2 separate regions of the Zea mays genome follow, and region 2 is linked to region 1. Evidence: chromatin contacts called from public Hi-C data. All regions are on one chromosome and are shown on one strand. Each heading gives the region's core, a stretch centred on a gene start, on an enhancer-like site or on the middle of the called end of the contact. The rest is flanking DNA. Distances are from core to core; before and after follow the strand shown. Region 1 holds the start of LOC100191374. Region 2 holds the start of LOC100276938.

Region 1 (5,287 bases), core at 90-2,589:
TCAACATATGTTCTTCCTCTACCCCCGACCTAGACTATCCCTTGAAAACTTACCATAAAAACCGGCATATGTGTTGGTTCTATGTTGAAAATCACAGACCCTAACTTTCCAGAATTCATGCTCAGTGTTCGATTCCACGAATTGAGTGGATGAGTGACCCAACGTTGACATATTGTGAGATTGTTCTCGCGCCTATGAAGAGGATTCAACACATGGAGCTCGAGCTTAATTCTATGCATGTGATCGGAAATTGGATCCAACGCTAAGTCCCCCATTACACGAGATGACAAATTATGCTTGAAAGTATGAGAATGTACTATTAAAAGTTTATATTAATTGTCTAGTATCTTAATGATCTTAAATAAAAATACAAATTATAAAGTTGTAGATTTCATCGAGTGCTACAACATTCATACAAAAATTGTTCTCATTTGACACCATACAAGAAAAATATAGAAAAAACATGAAAAAAGGCTCGAATGGTACGATCCTTCCGTCACCCGAGACTATATCACTAAAAATCTATATTATTTATCTTAAGTATGTTAATAATTTTAAATAAAAAGAATTCAAAAACATAAATCTTATAAGAGCTACAACTTTCGTATGAAAAAAATCTCTATTTAACATCATACAAGAAGAATATAATTTTTCTAATACAACAAACACTGTACGTGATTAATATATTCCTAAAATTTTGTATTATTTTTTACCATTTTAACGACCGCAATAAAAGAATTTAAACTTCGATCATCCATTTATTTTGACTATTTAACAACATTTTGAATAACAATGTTATAGAAGGCTTAACAAATATTTGATGACCATATAATAGAACATGTAATATGTTTTGTTGTACTATTATAGTGTTGCTACTTTATTCAATTATCCATAATGTTGTTGAATGGATGAATGAACAATGTTAGAAATTTTGTAATAGTATTTAGATAGATATATTTCACGCTTGTATAATATATTATTTTGATTAATGTTTAATCTCTGTAGGTACGGGTGACTCATACATACATGGAATGGTTATGAGGTAAATTCATACTCACTAGTGTATATATGTAGTGTATATATATATATGACTCGACATTTATTTCGCGAGATAGTACCGTAGACATTTACCCAGCAGCAGCGAACAGCCTCGCTATTAGTGTCATTGTATCAATGAGAGTGTTAAAAATCGCTATCCACTAATAGTGCCACGTCAATGCATGTGAACATGCCATATACACGTTGAGGGTTAGAAATAGAAATAAAAATGAGATGGGGTTATTTTAAAAATGATTAATAATAAAAAAATTCCTCCAACCTCGCAAACATGACACAACCACAACAATAAAAAAAAACAGATCCCAGCCTCCATTTCCAAATCCACACCTGGCCCGGCTGCCCCAAATGCGTCGGCATCGCGCCGTCGCTGCTGCACACCGTCGATGACTCCCGCCCCTTCGAACGCCGCCGGCGACCTCTTCGCTGCCAACCTCACGGGCGCGCTCCTTGCGGTTGCCTCCTCCGCCTTCATTGGCGTCAGCTTCATCGTCAAGAAGAAGGGCCTACGCCGGGCCGCCACCGCCGGCGCCCGCGCAGGTACACGCCCCCCTCCATCATTAGCGGCCGAAAGGCGCCTCCTCTCTTTCTCTCGCTCTTGTTACTTCCGTCGTATTCGGAATCTTGGGGGCGCGTCGAATTCTTCGTTTTATTCGATTTTTAGCATTCGGTGTCGTCTACGTGACGAACAATTGAAAAGTCAGACTTGTTCATGACCAGTTCGTTGTTCTCTCCTCCTCCCTTCGACGAACGTTTGTGAATTTGCGTTGGTGATGGAATTTGCAGGTGTTGGAGGCTATGGGTACCTCTTGGAGCCACTGTGGTGGATTGGGATGGTTACGAGTAAGTTCCTGATTCCTTTGGCTAGCTCATTCTTTACGGTATCTGGCTGAAATAATTGAAATGCTCGAAACTTTGCAGTGCTGATTGGGGAGATTGCCAATTTTGTGGCCTACATGTTTGCGCCAGCTATTCTTGTCACCCCTCTTGGTGCGCTCAGCATAATTGTCAGGTAGGATTGTGAATATGTGATTGCTAAATGACTTAATCTGTTATATATCATGTGGTCATGTGGAGAGTGGATATGGTTAAATATTTTGTGTATTTTCTTTCCTTTTCTTTAAAAAAACATGTACATGCTCCTGTATATGATCTCTATGGTCTATGGAGCAGTGCTGTTCTAGCCCATTTCACCCTGAATGAGAAGCTGCAGCGGATGGGTGTGTTGGGCTGTGTGCTCTGTATAATCGGGTCAACCATAATCATCCTCCATGCACCTGAAGAAGAGACACCAAGCTCAGTGACACAGATCTGGCAGTTGGCAACACAACCTGGTATGCCCTACTATCTCGATCAAAAATTTCTTTTCCTATATGTTTGTAAATCCTAAAAAGAACATGTTTTGAAGATAAAATTGTTCACGTTTTTTCATATAGTTTACCTAATTCATAGTCTATTTATTAAAACTATTGACTGATGCATTCTCATGTTGAGTCACCAGAACAAACCTGTTGGATTTTGACATGCATTGTGTAATGTATGTCTCCTTGTTTTCTGCAGCCTTTCTTTGTTATGCGGCTTCTGCATTGACTATCTCACTGATCTTGATATTTCACTGTGCACCCCGTTATGGCCAGACAAACATCGTGGTGTATGTGGGAATTTGCTCAGTGATAGGATCTTTGACGGTAAATGATGTCCATGGGCATACCTTTGAGACCAACTTCGTTTTGGTTTTTATGTGTTTCTTTGCCTGTCCTTTGGTTAGGTAATGAGCATCAAGGCAGTAGGCATTGCTATCAAGCTTACAATTGAGGGCATAAACCAGGCTGGCTATTTCCAGACTTGGCTGTTTGCAACTGTTTCAGCTACATGCATAATTATTCAGTTAATTTACCTGAACAAGGTACAGCCAGCATTAACTTTAAAATTTAGGTAGCAATATTTACGATGTTGATATGCATTTCCACATCATGTTAAACTTTCAGGCATTGGATACTTTCAATACTGCAGTTGTTTCTCCCATCTACTATGCGATGTTTACATCCCTCACAATTTTGGCAAGTGCCATAATGTTCAAGGTATTCTAATTTTGGAAAACTTCCATAAACTCCAACTATTTTTGTTTCTTGCTGAAGCTGAACTAAGGTTTTGTGATTACAAATTTACAACTAGGACTGGTCTGGGCAGAGTATAAGCAGTATTGCCTCTGAGATTTGTGGGTTTCTTACTGTGCTTACTGGTACTGTTGTACTGCATTCTACAAGAGAACATGATCCAACCCTTACTTCAGGTAAATGCTTCTTAGTTTAATGAATCATGATTTAGCCCTTCTCTACTGGAAAGATGAATGTTTGCTATGTGATATATGCAATTTTTGATTTGACGACAACATTATGCAAACATGCTTTACCAGGTTCTCCCATAGCATAAGACCTTGGTCACTGGTGTCACAAATTGCCCACTTCCACATTAGTAGCCTTATAGAATTAGGGGGACATATCCTGTGCAATCACCCACTTAGTGCAAGTGTGCAATTAAACCATCCAGGCATCCAATTTAGATTCAAAGATTCATATGGAAGGGGTTAAATGTAAAATAGGTACTAGGTTTCAGGTGGAAGGGGTATAGAGAGCTACTTTTAGAGGAGACTGCAAAAGATAGATATAAATGAAGGATATAGAGTATACCGATGGAGACAGCCTTAAAATAAGATCAGTTCTTTTCCAAGGCCCAAAAGGGACAAATATACAAGTTTACATTTACGAAGAAACCCTCCAGGTAGAGAGAAAATACATATGCATCTATAAATCCAACAAAGAGTTGGCACTTTATGCTACTGCATTGTATTGGGTACCAATTCAACAATCCCTGCTAAAGTAGGTCAATTTTCGGCAGCAAAGTTGGTTGAATGGAAAAGTGATTCGGTGATTTGCTTCGAGTACCTGGAGATTGTTCTGTTGGCAGTTATTGTCAGGACATCAAAACTTTGTCTTCATATTTATGGATCAAGAGATGGTCCACCATTTCCATGTTTTTGAAATTGGACCTGCTACTAATTACTTGTGATGTGCTGACTGCTGGCACGTATTTTTTCCAAATACTTAACATTTTGTTTCTAGATTGTTTTGCAAGGCCACAGAACCTAGCTGTTTTTTTATATTCTCGTTCTTCAGAAAAATAAAAAAGATTAATAGCTTTTCTTGATGGGTACATGTGAAATCTTTTTGGCTTATTGAATCTGAATCTCGTATCAAAAGCGATACAGTGGTAACTAACTGTTTTTTCTTTTACAACTACAGATCTGTATGCTCCTCTTTCCCCAATATATTGGCATATCCAAGGTAACGGTGAAACAGGAGGAAAGCTGAAAGAGGATGATTTACTCTCTGGCAATTTCATCACTGTGGTGCGACAAGACTACTTTGTCTAGAGACCTTCCACGATGCTCAATGTTCTGGATTAAAAGAAAAGAGAACAACACTACGGAAGGATCCTACTGATGCCCAGTGTACTGCGGCTTCCCCACTGTGCTCATGAACAGACATTTTTTCCTGCCTTCCAAACAGGCCCTTAGAATTTGTTGAAAAGTTCCAGTTTGATCACAGGCATCTGGGCCGATGCCTTGTAGTAAGATGTAAGCAATCCGTCCTCTGGCCGGGTTGAGCAAGGCTTGGCTGCAGTGTATCAGGGTGGTGCAGCTGATGTATTTATACTGTACAATCTAGTGTGAATGTATGAACTAGAGCTATCAGAATCTGCACAGATATTTCATGACAGACTCTGTCCAGCATGTTAAGTTATATATTGCTCCTGACTTGTGAATACTTTGTTATTACTTCCTGGTTCAAAGTTATGATGCGATGTACATGCTCTGTACATCATACAAGACGAGGACGTCAAGAGGTCTTTTTGGAGACATCACATTGACGGACTCATGCATGCCAAACAGGTTCCGAAGCATTTCGAAGACGATATAGGATTGATGTAGATATAAATTGTATGCTTTGAGTTATCCTCTCTACTTCTTTATCCAAAAAAATAGATCCTTCTGACATAGTACTAGGAGTTGATGTTCTGATGAAGTTTTCAATAAGTTGCAGGTTTGTCACAAAGTTCTCTATTCACTTGCTCAATGGAGACACTAGGGGACATCAGAGATCCTTAGATAAAAGACTTGTGCTTGTTCATAGTACAGCACAATTTTTTCCTGGACGTGCACCTATACAAG
Region 2 (5,149 bases), core at 1,814-4,313, 290 kb after region 1:
ATTTACCTTAATGTATTCCAAGAGTCTTATAAAGGTGAGATGTTGTCCTACAGAACATCTTCTGAGGAATACACCTATATGAGTCAGACTTCTGGTCACATTCTATGGGACTTGGGTAATCCCTAAATACTCATGAAAGGCACTGAAGTGTGACTTATATGCTTCTAAACAGCAGGAATGCCCTTTTGCAGCCTAGTATCAGCAAAGGATTTGAGCGAATCTTATTTCGCACAAAACTGTCAATTCAAGGCTTAGTCCATTGTTCAGTTGTGAATGAGTGAAACTCTTATTCTAGATGGATGTTCAACTTAATAGTCTCCATCGAAACACTGGTATATCAAAGGATTGTGATTCTGATACTTCATCATTACAAACCCTAGAGTTTGGTGGGGATTGTTGGATCTTTTATGGGCTTGGCCCATTTATTCAATAAACTCTATGATGTGTAATGGTGGAGAATAAAAAATAGTACCATATTGGAAGTCCAAGGGTCGTAGGCTTGACTTATATAGTGGGAATTATTCCACTTAATTTGAGAAGCCAAGAAACGTACAAGGGCGTGACACACGCGCGCGCGCGCCGCCGCCGTCGGCCGGGCCGGGCGTGGCGTGGCGTGGCGAGGCAGGCAGGCAGACGGCGGGCGGGCGTGGTTGTGTTAATTTTTAGCACTCATTAAACGCGGGAGTTTCAACTCTTGCCCGTCTCTTGGCGTGCCGCATGCGAGACCCTTACCCTTCAGCTGCCCGTCTCTTGGCGTGCCGCATGCGACCCTTCTCCTTCAGCTTCCTTCCGCGAAAGGTTGACCCTTCTCCTTCAACTTCCTTCCGCGAAAGGTTAAGTAGAGGAGAACCCCTGTCATTTGGTACGAGAGCAGAACCTTCAAAATCACAGTCCAGCCGCAAGTGTCTCGTAGCTCTGCGCGCACAGAGCAGCGAGAGGGCAGGTGCCTCCGAAGCCCTTACCGTTCGAGACCTTGCACGGGGATCGTCAAATAGGTTTTTGGGGAGCGTCTACGCGACTGCCCAAAACATCTTCTTCTTCCTGGCGACATGACAAGAGAAGCTGGACAAGGATCAGGATCCTCGGAGCGCATGAGAGGGTATGATCAATTCAGTTCCTTACTATTTTACGTTCTGCAGATTATATATGTTTCATATATTCATCTCTGTTGTTTCATATGTAGTCATAGAATTATCCAAACTGTCCTGTTATATTATATCATGACATGTCTGATGTCTGTTCATGCTAGTAATATGTTATATCTGTTTGTTCTAATTTTACAGTCATGTTGTTTATGTTGTTATCTGTTTATTTCCAATTGTTCCGTCAGTTTACATGCTTATTATATTTATATGATTTATATGATTCATAAGATTTATGTTTTCATGATTCATATTGTTATGGATATATTTGAGATCACGATTTTTATGATTAATTATCTTTTATATGTCATCATCATAATGTTAATTTATGGAATTAAAATGATATGGAAAATGCCTATAATTCTAACAGTATATAGAAGAAAACATAAAAGTATAGTTATGACATCTCTAATGATACTAATTTGGCATTATAAAATTCGACGTCCTGTTTCTAAACTAGACTATTTTTTTAAAAAAAATAGACAACTCTAAGAATTAATTTACTAAAGAGCGAGGGAATAATATATAAGCAGCTGTGTTGACGCGGATCTAGCCGCCAATCATTGGGAGCTGTTCTATTTGGCGGGTTCTCTGTGGCGACGCAGACGATCCGCGGTCTAGGGTCGAACGGTCCGCGTCCTGGCGGCAGAAGCTGATTTCTCTACATCGAGTCGGACGGTCCACACGTGGTGGCCAGACGGTCCGTGCGTGTGCAGGGACGGCTGCGTTCGCCAACAACACCTGGATCTCGCTTCCCGGGAGGGACCCCGACAGGGAGGAGTGATCCTAGGTTTTGTCTTGGGGTCGGTAGACCACTCAAGACGTCTCTAGACGACATAAAGTCGAAGAGATGTGAAGATTGAGAAGAAGAATGCTACATTCTAGCTACTCCTAGGACAAAAGCAGATGAATTGATAAACGTATTGATTGGTTCTATTTTTGGTGCCCACAAGCGGTCGTACCCCTTCATATATATGCTTTAGGTAGCTCATCACCTTGCAAAGTCTATAACATATATGCATTACCAGATATTACCTACATGACTCTGTAAGGCCCTTCCCAGCTTTGGGACCACTTGCCAAACATCCGGTCCTGCTCCTCAATGGCAAGACTGTTTTCTGGACCGTTTAGTTTCCTTTATTTATTTATTTCTATAAAGACATTATATTTATATAATAAGTTTTGTGACATTGGTTTATATACACTGACTGATTATATGTGTGAAATTTGATCCTGACATATATATGCGATGTATCTGGGTTTGTCCTTAAATCCGAGTGTTATAGTATAACATATGTTTATAAGTTTATACTTATATTATCGTGATATTTTTTGTTGTAACGCATGGATTTTTATCTCATATGTTTATTAGGTGTCATGTTATATTATGTCCGTAGCAATGCATGATCGCATGAAGCAATAACTATCATAGAAGAAAAACAAAGTCCCAAAGATCTTATGATTTTAAAATATCAAAGTTCTGGATCTAAGATAAACCTAAAAAAAACTAGCATAAGCCGAACCGTATAATCAATTGAGGGATATGTCATAAGATAATGAGCACAATAATTTAGTGGGCCATCAGCACGCGGTCTAGCAAGACCAACCAACTATCTCATCCCTGCTTTGTGGCGCTACCAAATTCAAAACCATTCGAACAAGAGCCCGAATATATTGCTATACCTTCTATTTTAAGCTATAAGAGTTTTGCCTTTTCTAGATATATACTTTATATGTATATAGATAGATAGATATAAATGTAGATATTTATAAGAATTTTTTCAGACATAGTTTTTTACGATATATCTAAACATGCATCGAGAAAAAAAAAATCTAAGCCACGCGTCCCGCTCTCACTGGCTGGCGCCTGCGCACTGGGATCCATAGCAGGCAAGCGTTGTAGGGTACTAGCAGCGGGCCAGCAGCACAGGAAACAGGAAAAGCAAGAAAGTCATACACATACACACACGCATCCGCAGCACTCCCTCCTCGGTCCCTCCTCTGCTTCACACAGACCAGTGCGCGCTCAATTCCCCCCTCTAGCGCCTCCACCGCACCAAACCGGTCCAACGGGACCTATGCTCTAGCCTCAGAGCAAACCACCGCCTGAATTGTGCGGCAATTGGGGGAGGATTCGCGGCAGGCAGGGCGCGGATCCGTTGGCGGGATGATTGCGGCTGTCAACAGAGTGCCGGCGGGCTGGGGCGAGGATGAGATGTCCGTGCTGCCACGGCACACCAAGGTGGTGGTCACCGGCAACAACCGCACCAAGTCGGTGCTCGTGGGATTGCACGGGGTCGTGAAGAAGGCCGTCGGCCTCGGGGGATGGCATTGGCTGGTAATTCGCTGCTCCCACCTTGCAATTGCCGGTTCTTTTTTATCCCAGATCTTGCTTTGCTGCAATGCGAATTGCTTTCCTAGTTGTCAATTTCGGGTTTTACTTGCCCCAGAGCTTCGATCAGGTCCGGTTTGGAGGATTTACCCCCAGTTTAGCTCGGATTGCTAATTTGGATTAGTTTATTGAAGTTCAGATCGGTCTTGTTTTCTTTACCCGTTTTTTCTTTCTAATTCTAGGTTTGAATTTTTGCTGCGCTGTTGTACCTTGCAGTTTGATCCAGCATTGGACTATTCCAAATATCTCTCCATCTAGATTGCAGTATTGCCATCAAATTTAGTCCTAAGATTATCTACTCCCAATTTTGCTGTTCGAACTTTCCCCAGCTGCTTGCAGTTATTCATACAAAAACTCAGATCTTGGTTCCTCACTGTCGCTGCATTGTTCGCGGTCCTGATTGCACTGCAGAGTTTCATTTTTGTTTGATCTGTATTTGAATTGGGCTGTCAGCGTCAATTCGGAAACTGCTCGTCGCGGACCATCATTGCTTGTTGCGCTTAGTATCTAGATTTGAGTCTGGCTGTAGTCTTTGCTGTCCTTTTAGGGAATTTGGATTGAGCTGAAGAATGCCGTTGGCATTGGCTTGTAATTCGCTGCTTCCACCTTGCAATTGCTGATTTTTTAATCCCAGATCTTGTCTTGCTGCAATGTGAATTGCTTTTCCAGTTGTTCATTTTGGGTTTTAGTTGCTCTAGAGTTTCGATCAGGTCCGTGTGTGGAGGATTTAACCTAATTCAGATCGATCTTGTTTTCTTTTCCCTTTTCTTCTTCTAATTCTGGGTTTAAGTTATTGCAGCAGTGTTGTACCTTGCAGTTTGATTCAGCATTGGACTGTTCCTAATTTTTCTCCATCCAGGTCACAATATTGCCATTAGGTTTATGCTGATCTCAAATTTTCTATTGAAATTTTCGCCAGCTGCTTGCAGTTATTCAGACGAAAACTTTCCAAGTTGCATGCACGGTATTTCACTGTTCTTGCATTGTGCCAACACAATGTATCGGATTAGGAGGTGTTTGGCGGACTAATTTTTAGTCTCTTTATTTTAGTCCATAAATTGCTAAATATTTCTAAATTTGACAATTTAAGAATTAAAATGAATAAAATGAATGGACTAAAAATTAGTGTATAGACACTGAAACAACCCTTTAGTCATATTTGTTTGGCTTTAATCCAAACAGTCAATTTTAATCTAAAGCGGACAATCCGTTAACTTGATTTGTATTTATCCTTTCTGTTTCGCAAAATAGTTTGGTATTTATCCCATCCAATCACTCATTCAGACAACCATCGTTGTCTCGACGAGCTGTTGAGTTCACACCCCAAACTCTTTTCAGCCCAAACTTGACAGTACGAATTTTTGGGTAATTAACAATATTATATTATGTGGGCATTTTTTGGTTAAATAATGCTAGGCTAGACCGCTAGAGTCATAGGTCTGTAGATGAAATCATGTTTTGCTGATTTCCAGCAATATGTCTGGTTCTAGTTTCAAACTTCCAATATACAAACTGCTTAGGTCGCTGTCGTGTGCATTGGCTAATTAAATGGTTCACTGATTTAGACATCTTATCTCACGTGATGTTTTGGCCCCATTTGGCAGGTTATTGTTAT

Evidence for each region. Hi-C and Micro-C count contacts between places; a contact is called where the count stands out from the background.
Region 2: a Hi-C map of leaf shows a contact between it and region 1, with 4 times the contacts expected there. The contact joins the promoter of LOC100276938 here to the promoter of LOC100191374 in region 1. A contact is called at or near these places in 4 of 25 Hi-C or Micro-C datasets (bundle sheath, ear, leaf and 1 more).

What each region holds. Positions count from the first base shown.
Region 1 is chr8:103,633,108-103,638,394 of Zm-B73-REFERENCE-NAM-5.0, forward strand. LOC100191374 reads left to right here and starts at 1,340. Exons shown (of 9, transcript NM_001136808.2): 1 at 1,340-1,596; 2 at 1,843-1,899; 3 at 1,978-2,068; 4 at 2,230-2,390; 5 at 2,617-2,744; 6 at 2,825-2,962; 7 at 3,045-3,137; 8 at 3,232-3,349; 9 at 4,359-4,858. The coding sequence starts at 1,443. The coding sequence ends at 4,489.
Region 2 is chr8:103,920,804-103,925,952 of Zm-B73-REFERENCE-NAM-5.0, forward strand. It overlaps LOC100276938, which reads left to right and starts at 3,064. Exons shown (of 6, transcript NM_001150629.3): 1 at 3,064-3,480. The coding sequence starts at 3,310.